Regions from separate parts of the Mus musculus genome. Here all the other regions are linked to region 1. A link is a contact called in public HiChIP or PLAC-seq and promoter capture Hi-C data. All regions are on one chromosome and are shown on one strand. The core of a region is the stretch at or near the end of the contact, and the rest is flanking DNA. Distances in the headings are between cores, read along the strand shown.

Region 1 (2,583 bases), core at 45-2,544:
AAAATATTTATTTATCTATTACACACACACACACACTGTCCCTATCTTCAGACACACCAGAAGGAGGCATCAGATCCTATTACAAATGATTGTAAGCCACTGTGTAGTTGCTGGGAATTGAACTTAGGACCTTTGGAAGAGGTTATTGCAGAGAATCTGCGTTGAGGTTCTAGCAAGGGGAAGGGGTTGGTTGGTGGCTTACAGCTACTCACAACTCTAGTTGTGTTCCTAACCGCTGAGCCATCTCTCCAGTACCAGCATAGGAGTCTTCATAATTAGCTCCTGGCCCTGCTTAGAGATCTATCCTTTCTTTTGATAATGCCATTTAACCACCAAATTCTTTCTTTAAATGTACTAGTCTTGCTCTCATTCACCTTAAGCCCTCTACATGAACTGTTCACTCCACCAGAAGAGCTCTCCCTACAAAACCCCAAATAATAGTTGGCTGCCTGAATTCTTCAAGTTTCCACTCCAACTTGATACCCTCATTGTATCCTACTCTAACCCTTCATAATCTTTCATGCTCTCATAACCTCCACTGATCATTTCTTTCTCATAGCACAGTCAAATAGTAATAATAATTTACTGTGTATCGAAGCACTTTCTAACCTAATGTAGGATTTAGTCCTTTTCTCTCCCCCAAAGAGAATGCAACCCTTTGCTATTTAGTTCACTTATATACCCTAGCATATAAGAGAGAGTCTGGTGCATATTAAGCATTTAAATTGTTGAATGAATATGCCTCCCTAATGATGCCTTATGAAGCCATCACAAATAAAGCACTATTGGTCAGGCATGATGATTCCTGCCTATAGTCCTAGCATTCGGGAAGCAGAGGCAGGAAAGTTGAGGTAAGTTCCAGGCCAACCTAACCTATATGGCTAGGCGTGGAATGCAAAGTAGATCCTGAGTCCAAATTTTAATTCATTGATTAATAAGTTAAATGGATGTAACAGTGAATCCCCTGTAAGACTGATATTTAATATCCATTTAAGTCTTAAACAATTGCGACCTTTACACTACTCTGTGCCGCCACCTGGTGGCAACTGTGTAGATTGCTAGTTGCTTCCTCCCCATTCCCACCCCAGGAAGTCCTAAAGTTACTAGGAACTACTCTGGACTCCTACACACTGAGTGCGCATCGGACAGAAATTAAAGCGCACACCGCGCACTAAAACTTACAACTAGCCGGAAATTTCATGTCCAATAGTCATCAAGATATGATTCACGTGGTATAAATTTAGCCAATCAAATTTCTAATTCCTCCAACTCACGCTCTTCTGTTCTAGGCTCTCTCTCTTTCTCGGCAAGATGGCTTCTCCGGCCGTACCGGCTAATGTCCCTCCTGCCACTGCAGCCGCAGCCCCGGCGCCGGTCGTCACCGCAGCCCCGGCTTCAGCCCCGACCCCATCCACGCCAGCTCCGACACCGGCTGCGACTCCCGCTGCGTCCCCGGCGCCCGTCTCGTCTGATCCTGCTGTAGCTGCGCCTGCAGCCCCGGGCCAGACCCCAGCCTCCGCGCCAGCCCCAGCGCAGACGCCGGCGCCTTCGCAGCCCGGGCCCGCCCTCCCGGGGCCTTTCCCGGGCGGCCGCGTGGTCAGGCTACACCCCGTCATTTTGGCCTCGATCGTGGACAGCTACGAACGCCGCAACGAGGGAGCTGCCCGAGTTATTGGAACCCTGTTGGGTGAGTTCTGGGGAAATTAATGTTTTCTTCCTGTGCATCTTACTATTCCTCTCGTTCCATCGCCCCTGAACTCTTAGCCTGTTTCTCTTTTTGCACCTTCCTACTGTGGCTTGCCTTCCCGAGTGATCTGAATTCAGCCGAATTGCCGTTAAGCCACAGAAATGTGCAAGGAGTAGGTATAAGCTATTGCGTAGTTTGTGATACTTGATCTACATGTTATTTTATACTCCCAACAACGTGGTACTGAGAGGGCATGCTGCCAAAAATGAAAGCTCAAATGACAGCAAGTTCAAAGCCCTTGACCCGTTAAACAGAGTACCCACATGCCCTCTCTTATGCAGTGACCTACCACCACCCCAGCACAAACAGAAAGTGCCCACCACCCATGTTAGGGAAGAGGATGTGTCAGAAGCTTCCTCCAACTCAAATAAACCAGGTATATTTGTAACATATTCTGGATATATAATATCTAGCTTTCCTAAACTTTTCAGACAGGCACGTGTCCCAAGGTTTTCCTACATACTGGTTCATAAACCCTAGATATGCTCAGCTCCAAGTTCTACCCCCACCCCCAACCCCCACCTCACTCCTCTGATTTTTCATTTGGACACAGACTGTTGTTGTATTATGTGTCCGTCGCTAACCTTCAAGATGAAGAGAAGCCAACTATCTGAAGAGGTTGGCATCCCAGGCTTACGGGAGGGTGGCAGGAAGTGAAGCCCTCAGTGGTTTGGTCACCTGCCTGTGGGGCAGGACTCACAGGGAGCTGAGAAGACTCCTCCAGGCTGGTCTCTGCAGAGGCCCATGACCAGCACTCATTCCAGAGCCGAGGCAGGGGAAACTAGAGAACATGCCTGCTTTGTGGAAAGTAGTAGACCTGAGTTGGGCCTGGACAG
Region 2 (2,583 bases), core at 57-2,556, 1.4 Mb before region 1:
TGTCCGAGGCAGTTTGGTTTTGGTTTTGTTTTGTTTTTAAATAAGGATGTAAGAGAAGTTAGCTAAAGTTCAGGCAGTTTTGGAAGGAGTTCAAAGATGGTTCTCTGAAACAAGAGCAATTGTTCTTAACAATAAGGAGATGGTGCTTGGAACATTACCAAGGATATAGGGAAGAACCAGTTAGCGACCAAAATCATATCAAAGAAGAGGAGAGAGGAACATCTATTAAGAACTAGGATATTCAAGAGCTACCAATAAGAAATGTTCAGATTTTAGATTTCAGCTACTTGTGTATGGATCAAATGCAAACTCAGGTCTTCTACCTCCCGACCAGGGCTCTTTCCATATTCCATAAATGCTCCAATTTCCCCTATTTTAAAAAGTGATTCATTAACAATGCAAAATAAAACAGAACAGAAGATGGAGGTGGGGTCCTGGGCCTGCCTATGGAAAAAGAGGTAAAGGTGGGGAGGCACTAGCACAGGAAACATAAACATGGAAGGTTTTATGGCTTTGCTCCAGCAACGGGATTTCTCTTTAGCTGGCCTGAGGGTCTGGTTTCCAGGCTGCTGCTAATGGGAATTCTGACACTGATGATGGGAAACTCGAGGACTTTCTCACAGTGGGATTACATTTCCTGATGACTCAGTGTCCCAAAAACCACTGTGTCAATCATTCATTCTCATCCTAAAAATTTTCTTCTGGGCCAGGAGAGATGGCTCAGTGGTTAGAAGCACCTGCTGCTCTTGCAGAGGACTGGAGTTCAGTTCCCAGGAATCATATCAGAGAGATTGTAACTCTGGACCCAGGAATCTCTGAGGCCACGTTCTGGCCACTGTGGGCCCCATATTTTCATGCATACATGTGTACATGAATTAAAAAATAAATCTAAAGAAAAAGGAAAAAAATTTTTTTCTTCTAAGTTCAATCCTGACAATTCTCAGCTGTTGGTCTGGGTAGCCAGGCCTGTGCCCACTGTACCCCTCTGCCCACAGAGCAATGCTGCCCTGTACACTTTTCTGAGATGGCATAGATCAGCATTCACATTTCCTTGCTATGCCTTTAAGAGCTACGAGAATGCAAGAAACAGAGGTGGGGTCTCCTAACAGAACTTCTTGGAAAAAGATCCTAGGAATTTCTGCCAGAAACTGAACTGAAATTCCAACACTGAGACCTTGGGGGGTGGCCTGTGTTGAGCTAGGCCTGCGATTGGACTGCACAGTCTATTAAGGAGGAGGGAACCAAAAGTAAAAGAGTTGGGGGAGGGGAGAGGAGAAAAGACCTCCCCTCCCCTTCCCCAACCCGTACACTCTGAACCTGGAAGCTGTAAGTAGCCATTAGCCTGGAGAGGGTCTGTGCATGGCCAAGCTGAGGGCAGCAGACACTGGACCCCCGGAGCTCTCTGCAACCAAGTGAACACGTAAGGCCTGCAGAGACTGGCTTGCCAACAGCTGGACTTGATCACCAGCTTGAAACTGAGATCATGCACCGGGTAGAATAACAAGCGGACTTTGTTCTCTCTGGCTATGCAAAGCGTTGTTTTCCAAGGAATTGCCACAGCAGCAGACAGAAAACCAGAGATCACCACCCGGACCCCTGAGTCGTTTTAGAGAACCAGAGTTCCTGGGAAGTGTGCAGGATGGTGGTGGCCCTTCAAGAAGCTTCTGCTTCCCTGGTTCTCTTCCTTGCAGCATTTCTGCCCCCACCACAACATGCCCAGGACCCAGCCATGGTACACTACATCTACCAGCGCTTCCAAGTCCTCGAGGTAGGTGACCTGTCTTCCCTTCACAGGGAGTATGCCTCTTGGAAGTCACTCTGCTGTGCCCCCACTTTGCTGTCAACTAGGGTGCATGTCTTCCTGATACAGAATGAATCACTGCTAAGATGACATTTACAGATGTGCATAGCCTAGCAGCTCAGATGCCACCTCCATTGCAGGCCGCTTGTACTTTCCCCTGGCAGTTTTTCTAACCTATAAAATGGACATAGTGATAGAATTTAGGTTCAAATGATACTCTGCAGATTTAATAAAGAGATTTCAAATTAGGGATGTTTTATTTGGGTCATTAATCCATACTCAGAACATAGCCTAACTCACTGAGTAAATTCTCAGGTTGTTGAACATTCAAAACCAAATAGTTCAGTCTTCAATGTATGAATTAGAACTCTAGTCATGTTTTCTTCATCTTTTACTATATAGGGATGCTAAGTGATTCCAGCTTTTCTCTTTTCCTTTTTATGATAAACTGTTAAGTGAATATAAGACAATGTGGTGTTACATATGGAGGCTCACCATAGATTTTTGCTTTTTATTCCTAACTGGACTTGGGTTTGGAAATGAGATTTCCCAGCAATGTTAAACAGAGTGAGAGCATTTGAGGTAGAACTTTGTTAGAACAGTCAAAAACCCAGGGTCGGGAACATGACTCAATTGGTAAGAACTAGCCTAGCGTGCAGGAGCCTGGGGTTCAAGGCTCATCACTGCAGAAACCAGGTATGTTTTATGATATCAGCTGTAACAGCAGTACTCAGGGAGTGGAGGCAGGAGGATCAGGGGCTTCAGAGTCATCTTTGGCTAAA
Region 3 (2,583 bases), core at 39-2,538, 1.3 Mb before region 1:
TTTCAGCAGAGCTGTGGATTAGCTAGCCTTGTGTTATGGTGTTACATGACCCCTGCTAAGAATCACCAAGTGCTGGCCAGAGAGGATGGGCTGTGCCATGCATGAGAAGTTTGCTCTCCTGCTGCTGGTGTTGTCCAGCGATGCTAGTGTCAGACACCATAGGGTCCCTAACATAAAGTGCTTGGTAGAGATGTAGCTTTGGGTGTGGGGGCATGGCTGCTGATTAGAAGAGGACAAATTGACTAGTACTGGGCCTGCCTTTTCTTTATGTCTTAGAGGAGAGGGCACTCCTGGACCTGCCGAATCAGAGTTGATAGCTGGGTATATCTGAGCACAGGGCTTGTTCCTGCAGGGCTGAAACACTGCTATAGAAATATAGCCTGCAAGAATCTTGGTCATATTCTGCCAGGATGCCTCAAAGAGCAACAGACCTAGCCACAATAAATCACTGCTGAGCCATAAGTTTCTAGAGCTCTGTGTTTTAGACCCTTGCCCTGCCCCTTGGCAATGTGTGGGATGAGAAGTGGGCTCTAGGCTTAGAAGGGCATATGTAGGGCTCTCTAATCCGGGGCCAGTGAAACAAGGAACAAGAGGTTGGGATTTCCTTGGTGTCTATATCTGAATTCTGGGCCTACTCATGGAGAGTGGATTGACAAGGCCTTTGTACAATTTCTTGGAGTCCAAGGCATGCTGAGGCTGCCTGCAAAGGGGATTCAAGGAGGTGCTTCAGTTCTATCCTGTAGGCAGCAGAAAAGTTACCTTCAGGAGATAGGACTTTTGTCCTTTATGTTTGGTGGACAGCGAGAAGCAGGGGTAGGTGCTCACAGACGATGCAGCCGGAACCCCTGAAAGTCTGGAGCAGTCTGTCTTGTGATCGAATTTGAGTTGGTTTCCAGATAGGGCAGCTTCCTTTTCTTTGTGCTGTGCTGATGTACAAGTTGATGCTGTTCAGAGGGTAGAGATATAAGAGCTTCACACCAGACAGTTCTGAAGCCAAGAAGAGAGGTGTTTCTTAGAGGCCTGATAGGTAGCACAGGCAAGAAAGGCTTGGTGCCACTAGATATGCTTCTGAGACTTCTGGCTGCACCTCAAGAGGGCTTTCATGTGGTCTGCAAGGGGCGTGTCTACTTTTCCATACCTGCTTGGTTGGCTGGGTAGTTTTCTTGATGTGGTCAGCTTGGCTGTGTGTGGAGCCTTCTAAAGAGATTAGCCATCCAGAGTGGCATGTTCGACTAGGGGGAAGAGGCACGTTTGCTAGTGTAGAGCTGATGTGAGCCCCAGAGCCAGCAGTCTCCAGATGGAGCAGCTCTGGTTGTTCCTCTAACATTCTGTATACACCCCTCTTCTGCCAGCAGCTGGTATAGCCTTTGGATACTATGGCTATGGGCCAAAGAGATCCTTGGTGAAAGTTCAAGATGGAGTCAGAGAGGGAGCAGGGGAGCCCCCGGCAACAGCAAAGCGAGGGCAAGTCAAGGCAGGATTGTAGGATGTGAGCCAGTGGTTGGCAGAGATGCTTGCTCCAAGAGGCTGCTGTTCTCTTTGGAACTGGAGCACATGCGCATCCCCAACCTCCACCCCAGGAGCCCACGCTTTCCTTTGTAATACAGCAGGTGTCCAGGTCAGTTAGCCTAGGACCGGGAAAGCAAGCTGAACCTAGGCAAGGTGGGGTTAGGAGGTAGAAGGACTTTAAAAGGCCAATGCTTGGTCCTCTTCTGTACCCTGAGACTCAGTTTCCTACTGGAAGTGATATCAGTTTAGTTTTGGTATCTACAAGATCTGGCCTAGCTAGCTTGGCTCCTCTTCTCTCCCCCTTCTCTCCCCTCCCTCCTCTCTCTTTCCCTTTCCCTCTCCCTTCCCTTCCCTTTCTGCATGCATGCATGCTTGTATATATGTATTATGGAAAAGGGTTTCATATTCAGGCTAGACCTTCACCTCACCGCACAGCTATAAATTAGCTCAAAGTTTTGATCTTCACGCTTCTACCTCTTTAGTGCTAGGGCTTTAGGCCCATGTCACCATTCCAGGGTTATGTGGTGGTGGGTATGGTAGGTTTTGTGTATGCCAAACACTTTACTAGCTGAGCTGTGTTTCCAGCCTCGTGGATAAGTATTTTGTCCAGTGTTTTATTTTTACTCTGTGGACGGGGGTAACAGGCCTCCCTTAAAATAACAGCCTTGGTCTTAGTCCACACTTCTTAGTTTTCAAAGTGGAAACAGTTTAGGGAGTTTCAACTGAGGCCTGCATCTTAAGAACTGTGCAAAGACCTGCCTCAGCTGTGCATTCTGGGAGGCCTCACATAGGGTATGTGTGCATCTCTGACATCTTAAGCCCATCAATGCAGGCCCCCTCACATAGCTTTTGAGCTAGTCTTTCAACAAAGAGAAAGGCCTTGGAAGGGGCCTGCTTTTGTCTTGTCACTGATGGTGGCTCCTTCCATTGCAGTTCTTCAGACAAAGCTTTTCTCTTCGCCACATTCACTTTGCAGTTCTTCACTTGGCCAAAGAAGCAAATCTGTTTTCCATATTGGAAAGCTGGAGGTGGTTCAGGAGAGGTAGGAGAGAAAGCGGCCTCACTGGCTGTAAA
Region 4 (2,583 bases), core at 38-2,537, 1.2 Mb before region 1:
AATTGGCCTTCTGTTTATCTTTCCTCTCTGGCATGAAGCACAGAACAAGAATGGTGTTTATTTTATTTACCAAGGCTTCTCCAGGGTCTGCAGACTTATACCCAGTGGACTCGTACATATTTGATAAATGAGTGAGTTCATCTTGACTATGTAGAGACACAGACATCTTCCATAGCAGTGCATTCCTGCCTCACGAATGCGCCTCTGTCAGCCCCTCTAACCAGCACATGGATTTTCTTCTCTTTGCTCTAAAATCTGACTCCACTGTATCATTCTCTGGAATGTGGTTAAACACAGATGAATAAACATGTTCATAGACAGAGGTCTTGAGGGGGCTGGGGCTGCAGCAGGGCCAAAAGATTCATGAGATCTAGAAAGATCATATTAAAACTGATTAATTATTTTGAGGAACTTAATCTTTATTATTATTATTATTATTTTATTTATTTACATGTCAAATATTGTCCCCCTTCCCACTCTCCCCTCTGCAAATCCCCCATCTCATCCTCCTTTCCCTTTGTCTCTAAGAGGGTGCTCCTCCCCCACCTCACCCCTCTAGCATCCCCTTTTGTTTGGGCAACAAGCCTCCACAGGACCAAGCATCCTGGATGCCAGATGAGGCAGTTCTCTGCTACATAGGTAGTGGGAGCTATGAATCCACCCATGTGTACTCCTTGGTTGGTGGTTTAGGCCCTGGAAGCTCTGAGGGGTCTGGTTAGTTGATGCTTCCTATGTGGTTGCAGTCCCCTGCAGCTCCTTCCGTGAAGGACTTAATCTTTAACAAAGGAGCAGATGGCATCCAGTAACATACTCCTCATCCCCCATTACTGACTCAAGGAAAGTCCATTAGATTGCTGGTAGTTATATCTGAGCAGTAGTCAGGACAGTTTGTCTAAGTCACTCTGCAGGTAGATGGCAGATAGATAACAGAACAGGACTTGAACCCAGGTCTGTTGGACCAGCAAGCTCAGGTTCTTAATACCTGTGCTCTGAGGTTAGAGATTTTCCTAGAGCAAACCAGAAAGGCCTAGGGCTTGAGGGAAAAGACTCCACTCACTCTATGGTGAGTGGAGCAGTAAAGACAACTCTGTCCTGTCTTCCCCACTGTCTCAGACAGGCAGGTGGCATAGCTCCTCTATCCATGCTTATTAACCCGCCTCCTAGTGTGGGTATGCTTAATTCCTAATAAAGGGTTTGCAGGTAATAGATGGTATGGGTGCTTGCTGAGTGACTATATCTCTAGGGTCCTCTCAGTGAGTCACAGAATTTGACTCTGACTCATTTATGCCAAAAGGAAGTATTTTGCATAGTGTGGGCTAGTGACCCTCTGAATGAGAGAAGATGAGACAAGCTATGAAAAGGACAGAGGTCATGGCATTCTCCCAGCCTTGGGAGTCTGGTGCTGGCACCTGGACTTATGTCTAAGGTCTAGGGCTCAGGGACAAAAGGCAGTTTGATCCTGGAGGCTTATATGTGCATTGTCTCTCAGAACTTGATGGATTATTTAATGAACATTTCTTGAAAGAACAAAGCGTTCATATGAGTACACACACCCTGGCTATAGCCAGGGGCAGAAATGTTCTTAGAGGAGTCATCAAGGGGAAAGGCATCAAGGGAAAGCCCTCATGGCTGCTCTTCTGTTTGTGAAACAGATATCACCACGATGCAGCTCTCCCACCCCAGGACCACCTCCTTTGCCACAGAAATCACTGGAGAGCAGGTAGGAGAATTGAACTCTTTCTGGGGCACACAAGGCAGATGGCAACTGGGCAGGTGTGGTGTGTATAGCCACAGGGCTCTGGGTACAGTGTTAAGCCAACTTCTTCTGTGTACTGAGGAATTTCCTCTCCCATAGGCTGAGAGTCACTGACATTGAGGAAAGATCTACCCAGGGAACTTGTTGGCTATAATCCTTCATTTCCTCTGTGGCCACTGGTAGCATTGTCCCCTTTCTGTGCATTTGATGCCCTCAGAAGAATAACCACTGTGAAGACACAGGTCCCCTGAGCTGACTGCCCAGGATAGGTAGAGCCAGAATGAAGGGTTGGAGGACCCTAGGCCATGCTTGAAGCTATGGCTGGGTGCTCTTGCCTCTTCCCAAAGAAGGGCCTTGCAGTTCCCTACCCAGATTACTTTTGGCTTTAAAGGTTAGGTGGCCTAAGCACTTTTCCTCCACCATGACTCTGTGGACACTGGGTTTCCGCAGGGAGACCCAGTGGTCATATCTTATAAGTACCAGTGTTGGGCCAGGCTTGCCCCAAGGTCTTACCTTATACGTGGGTTACCTCCTATAAGGTGATTTCTCTCTGACCTTTACTCCAAGCTGAAGTTAGGCTGTTGGTTAAGCATCTAACATGCCATGTTCATGAATGGCACCAAGGAACCCTTTCCATGGTCACTAAGATTCCTTTCTGTGTTTATCCAGGGCTCAGAAGAAACTCTCCTGCAGTCTAGAAGACTTGAGACGTGAATCTGGGGATAAGGTCAGCTCATCAATCAGCCGTGCTAATTACTGAGTTGCTCCTTTAGGCCCAGCACAGTGCTGGGATGAGCTGGTGGGCGCATGCAGGTTTGAGGAAATCG
Region 5 (2,583 bases), core at 42-2,541, 1.2 Mb before region 1:
GTGGGACAATGGGGACACTGTCCTCAAGTCCAGCTGCCTATTCCCTCCATTCATGTGGTCCAGGGTTATATCAGTGTACCCTCCATATCCCACAAGAATGGGAATCCATTGCTAATAGGAGCCAAGTACTCAAACACTCAGACTTGGACATGTCACCAAGCACTGCTCACCGACAGGAAGCCCCAGGACATGGTCTGGTGAGGGCAGCCCAAAGCGGAACCTTCTGGTGTTGTGACTGATTTGCTGGTTAGAAAAAGAAGAAGAAGAAAGAGGTAGGCAGGTTCTGTTGACTCTCTAGGAGTTTTGCTTTGTGGTCCAGATCTTTAGAAAGGTGCTCCATTTGGTCCTGAGGTGACTGATCACCTCATATCCCCAGCTAGCATTCTCCCCCACCCCCACCCTCCCCTTTCACCTAACCAGAGGGAGGTTTAGGTGACCCACTACCTCCTTCTCAATCAAGGGCAGCGGGTACTTGGCTTCAGGGTCCTGTAAGGTGATAAGATCTTTCTTCTTGACACTCATTTTCTTCAGGGCTATGAGAATCGCAGTGGCCCCGGTGACAGGTTTGGTCCTGGCAGATACAGTGTGAAGACAGACCTCAGATTTCACCCATGCTGGGCTAGGCAGCTCTAAGCCTGGCTGATCTTATGTCTTACAGGACTAGCAGAGAGAAAGGTATTAATACAGAAGGCTCTCTCTGGGACCAGCGTGCAGAGGTTAGCTGCAGGTCCAAGAAGACCCCTGGACCAGGCTTGACACCTATCCCAGAGTGCTAGTGTCTCCAGGCCCTCATTGGTCATCTGCCTCCATCCTGGGGGGAATGACTGTGGGATCCTTACCAGCTAACAGCAAGGCTGGGGACAGAGCTCACCTCTCTAGAGACTTGCCACACTCACTTCGGATTCCGCTGGAGCAGTGGAGCAGTGAGTGGCTTGGGGACTCACTAGCACCTTCCTATGAGTAACTGAGGCAAACATATACCTGTAAGAGGCGTGGCCAACCTCCCTATAATAGCCCTCAACTCCACCCAGCTCCTCCCTCACTAGGCCAGTTTGTTCTCATCCCAACCTGTTGCAGAAAAGTCTGCAGCTTAGCCCTGAGGCCCACTGTCCCAACCAGCTGGGAAACCGCCCGTGAATCCTGCCTCGGCCACCGCCTGCGGCTGTTCGCCTAGCCCCGGGTTCCTTCCTGCCCCGCGCTTTCCCGGCAGAACTCACCTGGAGCGAGATGCCTGACTTATCCTCGAGATGAACAGTGCCTTTGATGGTGGGGATGATGAAACATCCGGCAGTGGCCGCTGAGGAGCTGACTCCTGCCCCATAGCGACGGATTCGAGCTTCTGTGTCACATGACTCTGGCACAGGACTAGCCTGGCGCTTCTGCAGCTGGCCGGGTGGGAATGGGGCTTATCTCCAAGATCCCTATGCAGGGATCCCTCTGCTTCTTGACTTTCCTGCGCATGTCAGCAGCCTTGAGGAAAATTCAGCCTCCCCAGCTTGTTAAGAGCCTGGCAAGATGAAGGAAGGGGTTGCTGTAAACTTGTTTACAATGCAAACTGAAGAAGAGTTGCAGCCTAGAGGAAGACTGCATATCTTATTTAACATGCTTCCTGAGCTGCTACCCTAGCCTCCCAGGACCAAGTGTTTGCAGGATTGGGGTGACTGCAGCCAGTCTTTAGTGGGAGACCGGACCGGACTCTCAGAGGCAGGATGAGAAGTTCAGATTATGAAGATTCTTCACAATGCATTTCAGAACCTTGGTTTCCTCTTCCACGCTTGCAAGTGGCAAAAGGAAAACTCATTTCATAGTGAGTTAAAGGTCAACTTTGGCAACTTAGTAAGACTAGCTTAAAGTTGAAAAGCAAACACACAAGCCGGGCGTGGTGGCGCACGCCTTTAATCCCAGCACTTGGGAGGCAGGGGCAGGCGAATTTCTGAGTTCAAGGCCAGCCTGGTCTACAAAGTGAGTTCCAGGACAGCCAGGGCTACACAGAGAAACCCTGTCTCGAAAAACCAAAAAAAACACAAACACCAGCCCAACAACAACAACAGCAGCAAAGGACTGAGATACAGGACATGGTTACCTTAGCTTGTGCGAGTCCCTGAGTTTTTAGTCTCTGGTATAGAGAGGGGGAAAGCCCAGATTGTAAAATGGTATTTCATGAAGGTATTTGCATCAAATCATTAGCTCCAACGAGAGACATGTACCCCCAACAGCAGGACTAGGAAGCCTCAGGTCCCCAGAACTGAAGTTAGAGGCAGTTGTCAGCTACCCAGTCTGGATGCTGGAAGCCAAATTCTACTTCTCTATAAGAGTGAGTTCTCTTAACTGCTGAGTCATTTTTCCAAGTCTTAAAATAATCTTTGCTATATAAATAGTTTCCCATTATTATAGATGAAATCAATTCACACAGTAATGAGATGAATATACTCCTTACTTTTACAAGAAGAACTAAATCTTGGCTGAATATTTGATTCCACACAAGGTAGTTGAGGAATCTTCAATGTTTTTCAGAGTTCATAGATTTTTTTAAATATATATATAATTGTTGATGCTGAAACTCAACATTTTGTACATACATAG

Evidence for each region. Promoter capture Hi-C pulls out the DNA fragments that hold promoters and counts their contacts. HiChIP or PLAC-seq counts read pairs in DNA pulled down with a chosen protein or histone mark.
Region 2: a contact with region 1 is called in a promoter capture Hi-C map of second pharyngeal arch cranial neural crest. The contact joins the promoter of Olfml1 here to the promoter of Eif3f in region 1. A contact is called at or near these places in 3 of 39 promoter capture datasets (cranial neural crest, liver and second pharyngeal arch cranial neural crest) and 2 of 115 datasets of contacts at active chromatin or transcription factors (large pre-B cells and stem cell-derived neural progenitor cells).
Region 3: a contact with region 1 is called in an H3K27ac HiChIP or PLAC-seq map of thymic regulatory T cells, with 11 times the contacts expected there. The contact joins the enhancer-like site here to the promoter of Eif3f in region 1. A contact is called at or near these places in 8 of 39 promoter capture datasets (the 3T3-L1 cell line, cranial neural crest, frontonasal cranial neural crest and 4 more), 1 of 484 Hi-C or Micro-C datasets (cortical neurons) and 6 of 115 datasets of contacts at active chromatin or transcription factors (astrocytes, embryonic limb bud, embryonic stem cells and 3 more).
Region 4: a contact with region 1 is called in an H3K27ac HiChIP or PLAC-seq map of trophoblast stem cells, with 12 times the contacts expected there. The contact joins the enhancer-like site here to the promoter of Eif3f in region 1. A contact is called at or near these places in 4 of 39 promoter capture datasets (the 3T3-L1 cell line, cranial neural crest, maxillary cranial neural crest and 1 more), 5 of 115 datasets of contacts at active chromatin or transcription factors (embryonic limb bud, large pre-B cells, pro-B cells and 2 more) and 1 of 9 other capture datasets (liver).
Region 5: an H3K4me3 HiChIP or PLAC-seq map of embryonic stem cells shows a contact between it and region 1, with 14 times the contacts expected there. The contact joins the promoter of Cyb5r2 here to the promoter of Eif3f in region 1. A contact is called at or near these places in 4 of 39 promoter capture datasets (cranial neural crest, frontonasal cranial neural crest, hippocampal neurons and 1 more), 1 of 15 datasets of contacts at CTCF or cohesin (stem cell-derived epiblast-like cells), 10 of 484 Hi-C or Micro-C datasets (the N1E-115 cell line, cerebral cortex, cortical neurons and 4 more), 10 of 115 datasets of contacts at active chromatin or transcription factors (astrocytes, embryonic limb bud, embryonic stem cells and 3 more) and 1 of 9 other capture datasets (embryonic stem cells).

The regions. Positions count from the first base shown.
Region 1 is chr7:108,933,121-108,935,703 of GRCm38.p6, forward strand. It overlaps Eif3f (eukaryotic translation initiation factor 3, subunit F), which reads left to right and starts at 1,295. Exons shown (of 8, transcript NM_025344.2): 1 at 1,295-1,687. The coding sequence starts at 1,312.
Region 2 is chr7:107,566,127-107,568,709 of GRCm38.p6, forward strand. It overlaps Olfml1 (olfactomedin-like 1), which reads left to right and starts at 1,307. Exons shown (of 3, transcript NM_172907.3): 1 at 1,307-1,768. The coding sequence starts at 1,640.
Region 3 is chr7:107,658,258-107,660,840 of GRCm38.p6, forward strand. All of the region lies in intron 3 of Ppfibp2 (PTPRF interacting protein, binding protein 2 (liprin beta 2)), which reads left to right. Among named protein-coding and RNA genes, the nearest start is that of Ppfibp2, 64 kb to the left of the region's middle. Within about 2 kb of position 1,289, at least 20 of the 459 cell types and tissues checked have an H3K27ac peak or open chromatin away from gene starts, as enhancers often do. A contact at or near this core is called in thymic regulatory T cells, where this site is marked.
Region 4 is chr7:107,719,679-107,722,261 of GRCm38.p6, forward strand. It overlaps Ppfibp2 (PTPRF interacting protein, binding protein 2 (liprin beta 2)), which reads left to right. Exons shown (of 25, transcript NM_008905.2): 12 at 1,653-1,720; 13 at 2,426-2,483. Among named protein-coding and RNA genes, the nearest start is that of Cyb5r2, 37 kb to the right of the region's middle. Within about 2 kb of position 1,288, at least 14 of the 459 cell types and tissues checked have an H3K27ac peak or open chromatin away from gene starts, as enhancers often do. A contact at or near this core is called in trophoblast stem cells, where this site is marked.
Region 5 is chr7:107,756,741-107,759,323 of GRCm38.p6, forward strand. Cyb5r2 (cytochrome b5 reductase 2) reads right to left here and starts at 1,292. Exons shown (of 9, transcript NM_177216.4): 1 at 1,218-1,292; 2 at 445-571; 3 at 171-243. The coding sequence starts at 522.